Regions from separate parts of the Mus musculus genome. Here region 1 is linked to region 2. Evidence: chromatin contacts called from public HiChIP or PLAC-seq data. All regions are on one chromosome and are shown on one strand. The core of a region is the stretch at or near the end of the contact, and the rest is flanking DNA. Distances in the headings are between cores, read along the strand shown.

What was found. HiChIP or PLAC-seq counts read pairs in DNA pulled down with a chosen protein or histone mark.
Region 1: a contact with region 2 is called in an HNF4G HiChIP or PLAC-seq map of pancreatic cancer cells. The contact joins the enhancer-like site here to the promoter of Anpep in region 2. A contact is called at or near these places in 2 of 39 promoter capture datasets (the SN4741 cell line and liver), 12 of 484 Hi-C or Micro-C datasets (3T3-L1-derived adipocytes, bone marrow-derived dendritic cells, bone marrow-derived macrophages and 7 more), 14 of 115 datasets of contacts at active chromatin or transcription factors (bone marrow-derived dendritic cells, bone marrow-derived macrophages, embryonic fibroblasts and 9 more) and 4 of 9 other capture datasets (adipose tissue, bone marrow-derived macrophages, macrophages and 1 more).

The regions. Positions count from the first base shown.
Region 1 is chr7:79,877,810-79,883,392 of GRCm38.p6, forward strand. It overlaps Ap3s2 (adaptor-related protein complex 3, sigma 2 subunit), which reads right to left. Exons shown (of 6, transcript NM_009682.3): 5 at 4,657-4,764; 6 at 1-2,803. The coding sequence ends at 2,675. Among named protein-coding and RNA genes, the nearest start is that of Anpep, 32 kb to the left of the region's middle. Within about 2 kb of position 3,427, at least 103 of the 459 cell types and tissues checked have an H3K27ac peak or open chromatin away from gene starts, as enhancers often do. A contact at or near this core is called in the SN4741 cell line, adipose tissue, bone marrow-derived macrophages and 5 more, where this site is marked.
Region 2 is chr7:79,846,866-79,853,252 of GRCm38.p6, forward strand. Anpep (alanyl (membrane) aminopeptidase) reads right to left here and starts at 1,345. Exons shown (of 21, transcript NM_008486.3): 1 at 1,280-1,345.

The DNA.
Region 1 (5,583 bases), core at 2,177-4,676, 33 kb after region 2:
GATGGTCAAAGACAGTGGAGCAAAGACAGCCTCTCTCTTAGTTTAGACCCAAGAGTAGTTACACAGAAGACAGGGAGTGGGGGGTTCCAGCTGTTAACTAGAGTCAGTGAGAACACCCAGGGAAGCCCCTGTGTAACCACCCAGGTCCAGGACCCCAAGGCAAACACAACCCTGGCCTCTGGTTGCGTCACTGATGTCTCAAGAGCAAAAGGAACACCCCTCTCCAGAAGGACCAAGGACTTCCTCTATGTCACAGCAAAGTGCACAGGGCACTTGTAATCTCAGCATTTTGGAGGTGATGCAGGAGGATTGAGAATTTAGGTTACAAAGTGAGATCTTGTCTCAAAGCACAAAGGGGGGAGAGGGAAAGAGGAAGGAAAGGAGGGAAGGAAGGAGGGAGGGGGGAGAGAGAGAGAGAGAGAGAGAGAGAGAGAGAGAATGAGAATCTCAGACAATGGCTTTCTTAATAGCAGACAAAGTAGATGCAAGTCATTAGCAATGAATTAATCCCTCTGGCTTGACTAGAGGAATTGAGTTTTCCAAGCCTGAACCAGCAGACTGTCAGGGGACATGGTGCAAGCCGTTGTGTGATGCTTGCTTTTGCAGTCTACAGTACCAGGACACAGTTTTGGGGAACCAAGTAGTTTCTAGCAAGCAAACACCTGAAATCTAAACTACCTGGGAAGCCAAGTGCTTCCAACTCAATGGTGCCTTAGGCCAACAGCAAGCATACTTTAGAGCAGCACTGTGGCCCTTTTGACCCTCAGCCTGACAGCACTCTGGGCGGCTCCATCTCAGGCAATTAACTGAAGGGACACAGGATCCTCCACTCTCCTCTGCCTACCTTAGAGAACTAAGCCTGTCTTTATTAGTTTGTGAGATTGCTCAATCCCCTGAAGTCTCAGTTTCCCTGTCTGTCATCTATAAAAGAGAGGGTTGTAAAACTGGGAGAGACTATCTTGAATAGTAAGGAGAAAAAAAAAGAGCTTTGGAGCCAGGCAGGCACGTTTCCAACCTTAGCCCTGGGTGACAAAAGTCTGCTTAACCAGGCAGTAAAATGTCCATGGGTGGGGCCAGAGAGGTGGCTCCAGTTCAGAGCACTGCTGCTCTTGCAGAGGACCTGAGTCTGCTTCCCAGCACCACAATTTTAGGGGGCTTCTCAACCTCCTGTTAATTTGAGGTCCAAGGAATTCCATACCCTTCTCTAGCCTCAGAGGGCATGTATACTCTCCTCTGGCCTCAGAGCATACCATCAGACAGACAGACAGACAGACACACCCCAGAAATAAAATAAAGCTTAAAAAAATGTCTCTAGTAAGGACTATTAAAGGACTCTTCATGTCCCCCTAGAGCAAATGCTTGATTCCAGCCACTGTAAAAGGAGATGAATGTACACAAATGGCAATAAAATAACATAAAATAGCAATGAGATGCTTCCAGAGAATGCAGTAGGATTGATCTCAGGTCTGTCCTCTAGCCAAGTGCCCACCATCACTGCAGCTCTGACAGAGGACTGAAAGGTGAGGACAGGATGCTGCATCAGCACCGGCAGAGTGCAGGAAGCCCTGCTGGGGACTGAGACACACTGGGTAAGACACACGGTCTCCTAGGACATCAGCATCACAAGCCATGGAAATACACTATCCTATCGGGAGGGAGGGAGAGGGGCCTGCGTGGGGCGGTTCCCCATGGCGGTGCATCAGCCTCCACACCAGCACATGCAACTTTGCAGGGTTCCAGAGCTGTAGAATGTCAACCAAGGGAGCCCAGTGTGTTCACTGCAGGACTCAAGCTGGGAAGCACACAGCACTACAGCTAGCATGCTGCAGGCTCAGCCCATATAGCACCCAGCCCAGGCTCCCAGCTCTAGAATCTGAGACTGGTTAGTGGATTCTGAGCAAGTGTGTGTATGTGGGGACTTCTTCATTCACAGCACAGCACTGAACCTTCTGCTTCCAAGAGAACAGTGTATTTTAAACTTGGGAAAAGTCATAACCTAGGAGGGATCCAGTCGCCACAGTCTACAGACATTGGTCTCCTCTGCGAGAGGGTTCTGGGGGTCGCACCAACTCTGTGTGTGTGTGTGTGGGGGGGGGGGGTGGTAGTGGCACGCACACAGAGTGTGACTTAAACCATCCAGCGCACAGATGCCTCTGACAACAAGACTAGGTATATACTAGGAAACTGCTCTGCAGCAACTGCGGACCACAATGCTTGACCATTCAGAGGGTATAGAGGCCCTAGCAGAGGTGGTGTACACCCTGCCCTCACCTGCCACTTACCATGCCTGACAGCTCAAAGGCTAGTCTTTCCCCCTGGTCTTTCCCCCAGTAAGTGATACAGGATCTCAGAAGCCCTTGGTGCTAGAGAGGAAGTCAGATGTGTTCAGTCCCAGTGGTGGGGCCCTGGGAAGCAGGTGGCGCGTTCACAGTCCCTGGCCCTGAGGGCAGCTGTGTGGGGGAGGCGAAGGAGCAGTGGCTTAGTGCCCTGATGTCTATCACAGCCGTGAGTCAGGAGCAGCAGGATGGCCAGGAAGTGTGCACCCAACTCCATTCCCACTCTGGGAAAGGTGCAGGGCCCCAAGGTGCGACTCTAAAGGCTCAACGGGGTTCTGCTTCTGGACTTGACTGCTTTGCTCATCCTGCGAACTCCAGTTCAGCCCAGTCCCCCACCTTCACACAAACTGGGACAGGTTGGGGACTTTGATGTTGAGGTCACCGATGTTGATGTTCCTGGGGATCTCAGGGAGGTTGATGTTCTTCACAGCGGACACGGCCCTTGCTGGAGCTGCAGAGAGGCCGCCCTGGAAACGAGAGGAGAGTGTTAGTCGATTTCCAGTGTCGTCTGCTTAAATCCTAAAGCAGATGACAGAGATCTAAAGCATTCCAGATGGCACATACAAAAGTCTTCATTCCTCATGGGTGTCAACAAAGCCCTATTTAGCTATGTGCAGCCTTGCAGCCTTTGCTGCCGTCCCACTACAGGGTCTGCAAAGGTGTGCTGTGCCCTGTGCTTCATGCACTTTTATAGTTATGGCAAGTAACACCACGCTTGGCCCATGGGAGTTGCTCAATAAATACTTGGTAGGGAACTCTGAGATGATTTATCTAAGTCCTATGACTTGAGGGTACTAGATTTACAAAGCAAAACAAAATGAAACCCTTTCCTTAAGAGTCTACCTTACAGAAAAGTGCAAAGCCAGAGAAATTCCTTTGAAGGAGAAAGAATGTCAGCTTTCAGACAACAGCCTGCCAGCTAGTGCGAGCTGAAAAGGATGGGCTTTGGATGTCACGTGGCTACAGGCTGGGAAGCAGTAACCCTGGAAAATCAGCCTCCAGGCCCTCCAGGCTCAGCAGGGAGTAGAGGGGGTGACACAGGCCTGAGAGTCACTTACTGTTCTAACCCACAGCTCTCAGGACACTCCCTCTAGCTCTGCCCTTCCCCTGCATGTCTGCCTCGGCTGGTTCCAGACCCCTTGCCTGACTCACTCACTGTGTCTGGAAGCCTCCCAGCCTGCACTTCTCAGAAAACCCTGGCAGGCAGAGCTGTGGTCAGAAAAACTCTGATGAGATGAGCAGTCTCATAAGAAGGACTCCTGGTTTTGTAAGACAGGTTCCATTCACAAAGCAAAGAAACCCACTCAGACATGTCACTCAGAGATGTCACCATCCCACTATTTCTGCAGCTGTGAGGGGTACCCCTCTAACCCTGCTCACTGTGGGGCTGAGGTGGGTGAAGACCAGGGTGGGATTGGCCTGGCTTCACCATGAGCTCCTCCATCAAGCTCAGAGCCACATGAGGATAAGGAGGCATGGTGTTTTATTTTCCTTTTTTCTCTTTTTTTGGTTTTTGGAGACAGGGTTTCTCTGTTTAGCCCTAGCTATCCTGGAACTTACTCAGTAGATCAGGCTAGCCTCAAACTCACAGAGATCTGCCTTCCTCAGCCTCCCGAGTTCTGGGATTAAAGACATCTGCCACCACTGCTTGTCAAGGAACGCTTTTCTGTTTGCTTTTTGAGACAGGGTTTCTCTATGTAGTCCTGACTGTACTAAACTCACTATGTAGACCAGGCTGGCCTCGAACTCAAAGATCACCTGCTTAAGTCTCCTCAGTGGTGGGACTTAAAGTGTGTGCCATCACCACCTGCCCAGGTATGGTATTTCCAAATCAGCATTACTGTAGTTTTGAAGAAGCTTCACTGAAAGTAAAGAATCTTGACCTTCCAGAGGCTACGAGCTAACCACAAGCTATGGCTGCTCACATACGGACCGCAAATGTGAGTCATAATCATATTCCAGAGGCTGGCTGTCCGTCCTGCCATCTGCCTTTCCTTTAAGCCAGAGATCTCAAGTCGCCCTACCAGTTTAATGTTTACACTGGCCTTCATGTTAGTGTAGTCAAACCAAGGAAGACAGGAGGGAACCACCTCCTAAGGACTCCAAGAAACAGAAGCCCTCACAGCAAACACAGACCCACGCAGCCCACCCAAGCCCACCCAGCAGACATAGCCCACTCAAGCATGCACAGCCCACCCAAGCCCACCCAAGCTCACCCAAGCCCACCCAGCAGACACAGCCCACCCAAGCTATGCATGCTCTACACAGGTACATGTTCCTCCCTGTACCCAGTCAGGACACAGTGCAGCTGCTTCCTCACCTCCGACTTCTCCAGTCGGTTTTGAGCTTCGATTTGAGCCACAATTTCATTCATGTTTGTCTCCAACACCATTCCACCCATCACCACCTCCTGCAGGATGTAGTGCACCTAGAAGAGAGGCATCAAGACTCAGAGCACAGCACAGTAGTTTGCCCCGGGGGCAGCAGCAGAGGGGTCAGACAGGCCACATTCTGATTCATGACACAGCCAGCCCCTCACGGGAGACCACAAGACTTCATGGTCTTCTATCAGCAATGGCAGTAGGGTTTGGTTCGCTCAAGACAATGAGGTGGTGGCTGAGGCTTCCAACTCAGACAGGTCATGCTTAGATTCTAGCCCTGCTGTTTGTTAGCTAGGTGGTCTTTGGCAAATTATTTTCTCAGCACTTCAGCTTCCTTCCAAAACTCGGGAATAAATGGCCGGGTGAGATACCTAGATGGAGAACTAAACAACGCTTTGCTAGTGCCTGCTACACGCTGGGCCCCACATAAGTAGAGACGCTTTTCTGTCATCCATTAGACTGTCATCACACTGGCTGGCATTAAGTAGATCTAAGCAGCTGAAATGGTCTAAATGCTCTCCTTAGTGTGCAGCTCACAGTTTCCAGCCAGCCAGCAGTTCTCTAAGCAAAACCAAATCTCGATGCACTACCGGGATGGAGCAGAGGCAATGCAACCACTACACAGGGAGACAGAAAGGCTGCCATGGAGAGCCCTGGGTGCCATCATAACTGGTTTATAGTCATGGGAATTCAACAAAGGGCATTGTGCATGGTAGGCAGGAGCTCAACCACCTAACCAGCATCCTGCAGCCGAGCGGTGTTCTTGCTAAACTGCTCAGGATGGCCCTCTGCTCTCAACTAGATGTTGCCAACTCTTGCAGGTCCAACCTGGCACTTTATATTTCAAATAAATTGTAGCAACGAGA
Region 2 (6,387 bases), core at 95-2,594:
CCCTCATAGGTATAATCTATAGGATCCCTCAGCCTGAGGTGAGTGGCTACCAGCCTGCTGGGATTCTGGGCTGAAGGGCGAGCACCTTGCAGCGGCCCCCTCAGGAACTCTGCAGGGTATGCATGTGACCCTAGGTTCAAATCCTGTGGAGTTGGGGGAGAGTACCATAATCAAATCCAGAGGCTGAGGCAGGAGGATTGCCTAGAGATCCAAGCCAACCTAAGCTATACAGCTCATTGCTCAGGTATTCCACAATCCACCGTAGCCACAGTCCTAGTTCCTGTACCTGGCCTGTCACATGTAGGAAAAGCTCCCTTCCCCATGGGGAATTGTGGCCAGTCTTCCTGTTTGGTGCCGGGCCACCTCCTTCTTACTAGCCACCCACGCTGACAGAGGTGGGAGGCCACCTGCTCCAAGTTCTACTTTCACAAATAAACTGGCCAAGGTCCTGACATCCCTAGACCTCAGATCCATCAGTCACAGAAGTGCCCTGAAATCTCCCAACAGCACATGTCACTGGTATCCTCAGAGCAGGATTGGGTTTTAAGTCACCAAAGCCCAGACTCTCCAGGGCAGGCAGCCTGCCTTATTGGAGGTAGTCTATTTGGAAAGACCCCTCTGCTGAAAAAGCTTGGGTTGCCACCAGCTCTGCTCTCTGGAGGCCACCGCAGCAGAATCCTGGTGCGCATCCAGGAGGCATGCCTATCTATGCATGGGACGAGCACAGCAACCGAGGGTCTAGGATAAAGTCTAGTTCCCGTCTCCTCACAGAGGCTGGGGCACAGGGCCAGGGCCGCCGCTCTAACCCGACTGGGACTGTAGAGCAGAAACATGTGTCTTTGCTCCGTGACTTCCAGGGGTCAGCGTGCACCTTCTGTTCCACTCGCGCCATCCCTAGTCCTCTATACTTCAGCCATTCTGTATCCTCTCATCTCTGGCTCCGTCCTCTATGTGTCCCTCACCACCCGCCCTCTAACCCTTGAGTCTGGCCACCAGACTCCAGCTACCGTTCCTGGGCTCCAGCCACCCCTTTTTCTCCAGGCCTGGCCATCTTCTGTCACCAAGGCCGGAGCTTCCCTCGGAGCCCTGCAGACACCTGGAGGCCAAGAGCCGCTGGCACCCTCGGGGACTCACTCCAACAGCTTCGGCAGCTCCCGGACCTCAGTTTACCCATCTGAGTAGGGGCAGAAGCTTCAGTTGGCTCCCGCACCCCAGATGCCAAGCCCCACACCCGGTGTCCCCAAACTTCCGCAGCCCATGGCTGCCTTCCCACACTTGCCTAGGACTGCACGCTTCTCCGAGCTGCTCCTGCCTCGCCTCCGCCCGCCTGCTCTGGCGGGTTAAAGGGAAGTAACCCGAGCCCACCACCGCTCCGCCCGAACTACACCCGCCCCCCCCCACCCGGCTCCGCCCGCGCTCCTCCCCGCCTGCACGCAAACAGCCGCTCCCCCGACGGTGCGGCCCCTGGCCCCCAGCGCGCCAGACCCAGACCTCTCGCCCTCACCCACCCACACTTCGCGCCGCCGCTGTCCCAGTGTCTCGCCCACCACATCTGGGAGACATCTGCAGCTGGAGGGAGGGGCTCACAGCCTCAAAAGTTTACAGGATAATCCCCACAGTTCTGGAGGCTTTCCACAGAACTTAATCTGATTATCTTTTCTTCTTCTTCTTCCTTCTTCTTCTTCTTCTTCTTCTTCTTCTTCTTCTTCTTCTTCTTCTTCTTCTTCTTCTTCTTCTTCTTCTTCCTCCTCCTCCTCCTCCTCCTCCTCCTCCTCCTCCTCCTCCTCCTCCTCCTCCTCCTCCTCCTCTTCCTCCGAACTTATTATGTAGTCCAGGCCAAGCTCAAACTAGCAACAATCCTGCTTCACTGCTACACTTTTTCCATGAGCCTGGATCATCCACCAATTCTAACTTTTTCTTCCTTTCTCTTTCTCCCCTTCCTCCCTCTCTCCCTCTCTCCCTCCCTCCCTTATTTTCTTCTAGTACTGTGGTTTAAGTCCAGTGCCTCATGCGTACTAGATAAGTGCTCAGCCGTGAGCTACATCCTCAGCCCTTTTCTTTTTTCTTTTATTTCTTTTTAAAGGAAAGGGCTCACTGAATCATCCAGGCTGACCTTGAACTCACTGTAGCCCAGACTGACCTTGACTTCAGCCTCTCCAGGCCAAGCTCTGGCTAACTCTTGACACCTAGGCTGTCTTCAAGAAGTCAAAGTTATTAGAAGCCTCTAGCAAATAAAGGATTGCATCCAGGAGTTTATGCTTCTTGTCCCCATTCCGCTTCGAGATACTGTGTGTTCCAGGGCACTCCCTCCCTGGGCATCTTTTTTATTGGCAATTCAGGGTACCATTTCTATTAGTTTCCTATTGCTGCTATAATAACACAAACTTTAAAAGACACATGCTTATTCTCATACTGTTTATAAATCAGACTCACTGTACTGAAACTCGGGGTGTCCGTGGGAAGCTTCCCTTCTGGAAGCTCTAAGAGAGAGCATCTTTGTCTTTTCCGATGGCTAGAGGCACCCACATTCCTTGGCTTGAGGCCACCTTTGGAGCGAGGAGTGACCGGTGCTTCAACTCTCGGCTTTGTCATTCTGATACTGACTGGCTTCTCCCATGCGATGCACCCATATAATTCAAGGTGATCTCCCTGTTCCAAGGGAGACCCTGAGCTGTCGAACCCCATACCTCTACTTACCTGTAGGAACTCCGGTTTAGAGGCATCGTAAATGATGTCCTCTCTACATTCCCATCCTCTCCATTGCTAGACAGCTTAGCTCTACTCTTGCCCTACCTCATGGCCAGGGGGTTGCTATGCGATTGCCCTCCTACTGAGTCACACCTTGTCCCAGACTAGCCTTGTTTTCTTCTCAAACTGTCCCTTCTTTTGGGATCAGATGGCTGGGCCAGGGTGCCTTTAGGCAAAGCCATGAGGCAATTCTAACTGTTCTGCTGGATTGCAGCTTTCCTAGAGTTGTGAGTTGCCTGCAAAATAAGAGTCAGTGGGCCCCGGAGAGCTCTGAGAGTCAATTTCAGATTTCCTTTTGCTTCAAGACCCACGCCTGCCTACTTCCTCTGTCATATCTGGCATGGCTGACAAATCAAAGATGGGCTAAGGCAGGCCAAGAGAGAGTGAACTCTGGGCACGCTCCCACCTCAGTCTTGGACAGGGGGTGTATTGAGAGGAACCTGCAGTAGGAGAAGGGCGCCTGCTCTTTGAGGAAGCTGTGGGGTTGAGAATGAAGGTGGTTTTCGGGAACTCAGCCTAAGGGAGTTGAAAATGTATGTATAGGCTTCTTGCTGCTGTATAATTCATAGTAGTGGAAAGGAAAACATAGCTTAAGCATTCTGCAATAGGGGCTTGGCTAAATAAATTATAGTCCTCTCATATGGTGACATACCATACCATCATTAAAAACACGTCATGTTTTGGCTTGGGGCATGGCTAAATGGATAGAGAATGTTCAAGGCCCTGGGCTCAATGGATCTCTACCACTGAAGTAAATGTATGTAATATTTCATATATAGCAAAACATACATATTTCAGTGAAACCACAGGGGGATTTTTTAAAAGGGGAACCTGAGAAGAAAGAGAGCCTGTTTAAGTGTTTTAGCAAATCTGAGGCCTCTAAAGAAAAATCAATACATTTGACTACATAAAGAATTAAAATTTCAAAATAACGTGAGAAGAAAGGGGGTAAAAACATTAAAATGTCAGCATTATGAGCTAGGAACATGACTCAGTGGGTGAGTGTGCTTGCTGTGCAAATATAAGATCCCCGGCTCCCATGTAAAGAGCAGGCGTGGTGACCAGGACCCCTGGAAGAGCAGTCAGCATTAACCGCAGAGCTGTCTCTCCAGCCCGTTTTGTTTGTTTTTTTAAGACATTGTCTCCTATAGCCCAAGCTGGCCAGCTTCTATGGCCAAGCTGGAACTCACTATGTAGCCAAGGCTGGCCCGAATTCATAATTCTCTTGCCTCTGCCTCCTAAGTACTGGGATCATAGGCATAGGCCTGGAAAGATACTGGATAACTCTTGATAAAGTAAATAAAGATTTTAACTACAAGATTTTTGTTGTTGTTTTTGCTCCCAGTTCAGTGGTAAAATACTTATCCAGCATACAGGGGCTCAAAACCCAGAGAGTCTGAGGGGAAGCAAGGGATGAGGGAGGGGGGCTACTTACTAACTAGTGATGTATCCTGTCTGCAATCCTTGCTGAGGCAGGAGGATCTCTATTTCAAGGTCAGCCTGAGCGACACTGAAAAATCTGTGTAGCTCACAGATTTTTAACGTAAACACTATCAGCAGCAACAACAACAATAAAGCTGGCTGGGAAGGCTGGGGCCAGCAGAACTCTGAGTTTGAGGCCAGCCTGATCTACAGAGCAAGTTCTAGGATAGCCAGGGCTACACAGAGAAACCCTGTCTTGAATAAAGAAAACAACAGCAACAAAACCCCAAGCTTTTGAGTGGGTAAGTGGACTGGGGCTGAGGCAGAGCAGGGGGAGGAAGGCAAGCAGGTCCCTCCAGCCTTGCTGGTGGATGTGCAACCAGCTGAGCAGCCAGAGATGGCTTGGTTTGGCAATATTTATCATGACAATCATATCTCCCTTCCACCCAGCACTTTCAGAATTGTATTCTACGGAGCACACGGGAGATGAGGAACTGAGAAGGTTTTTCTATGCAACATTATTTATAGCTGGAAGTTTCCTAAATGTCCATCAGAGAGGTAAGATGAATTTAATTGCCTGCCACTGTGGATACAGCTGTAACACACAGGCTCTACACTATGGAGCAATCCCAGAGATAAATGAAGTAAGAGTGTGTGTGTGTGTGTGTGTGTGTGTGTGTGTGTGTCTGTGTGTGTCTGTGTGTGTCTGTGTGTGTCTGTGTGTGTCTGTGTGTGTGTGTTGTGTATGGGGCATGTGTGTTATATGTATGTGTGTGTGTGTTTGAGGACACAGTCTCACCTATGGCTCAGGCTGCCTTAAAACTAACTTGTAGCTCAGGATGGCCTTGAACTCACAGTGATCTTCCCTCCTCAGCAACAGGAGGGCTAGGATCACAGATTTAAGCCTCCACACCCAGTCAGATATTTTTAAGGGGAAAAAAAATACATAGACTCATATCTTGTTTTCATACATGTGTATGAGAGCTGGAAAGACACACAAGAAACTGACAACATGGTTTGTTTTCCAGGGAAACCGAAGAACAAGACCAGAGATTTCCCAACGTATCTCTATCTATCTATCTATCTATCTATCTATCTATCTATCTATCTATCTATCTATCTACCTATCTATCCATCCATCTATCATCAATCTGTAAGTGTGGATATAAAATGCTTATTTGTGTGTGTGTGACACACATATCATGATACATGTGTGAAGTGTCTGTTCTCTCCTTCCATCATGTGGGTACCAGAGATTGAACTCAGGTAGTTGGCCTTAGCAGCAAGTGCCTTATCCACTAAACCATCTCACCAGCCCCATCCTTGTTAAACCATATGGATGAGCACAGTATTTATTTATATATAAATCAAGAGTCGAGCTACATAAGACCAGAAAAACAAGCCGGGCGTAGTGGCACACGCCTTTAATCCCAGCACTCGGGAGGCAGAGGTAGGCGGTTTTCTGAGTTCGAGGCCAGCCTGGTCTACAGAGTGAGTTCCAGGACAGCCAGGGCTATAGAGAAACCCTGTCTCGAAAAACCAAAAAAAAAAAAAAAAAAAAAAAAAAAAAAAAAAAAAAAACCCAGAAAAACAGCAAGATGAAAGTCCAAGGTTTTGGTTGTTTGTTTATTTTTTGTTTGTTTGTTTGTTTGTTTGTTTGTTTGAGACAGGGCTCCTATAGACTAGGTTGTTCTCAGACTTGCTAAGCAGTCAAGGATGATCATGGTTTCTTGGTCCTCCTGCCTCTATTGCCCTGTTGCTGGGCTTCATTAAAGTGGGCACCCATGCTCAGTTTATAGGGTGCTGGAGATGGACCTCAGGGCTTGTGCATGGAAAAAGCACACTACCAACTGCACTGCATCCCCAGCCCATGGTCAAGTTACAGATGAAGCGACTTCATGTCTGGGGTTTCTCTTTGACATAAGTGGGACTGAGAAACAGGGGGCACAGCATGACTGACTTAACAAAGGGAAACAACCAGCCGAATGCTCAGTGATCAAGGGTTTGGTTAAATAAATTATGGGCCTCGCTCTGAGAATGAGGCACTGGGCCATCATTTAAAAATAGTAGAGCATGGGCTGGTAAGATGGCTCAGCGGTTAAGAGTACTCCCACCACACACAGAGACACACACATGTCCCAACGCACACACCACACACACACACACACACACACACACACACACCACACATATACATACACCACACAAATGTACATA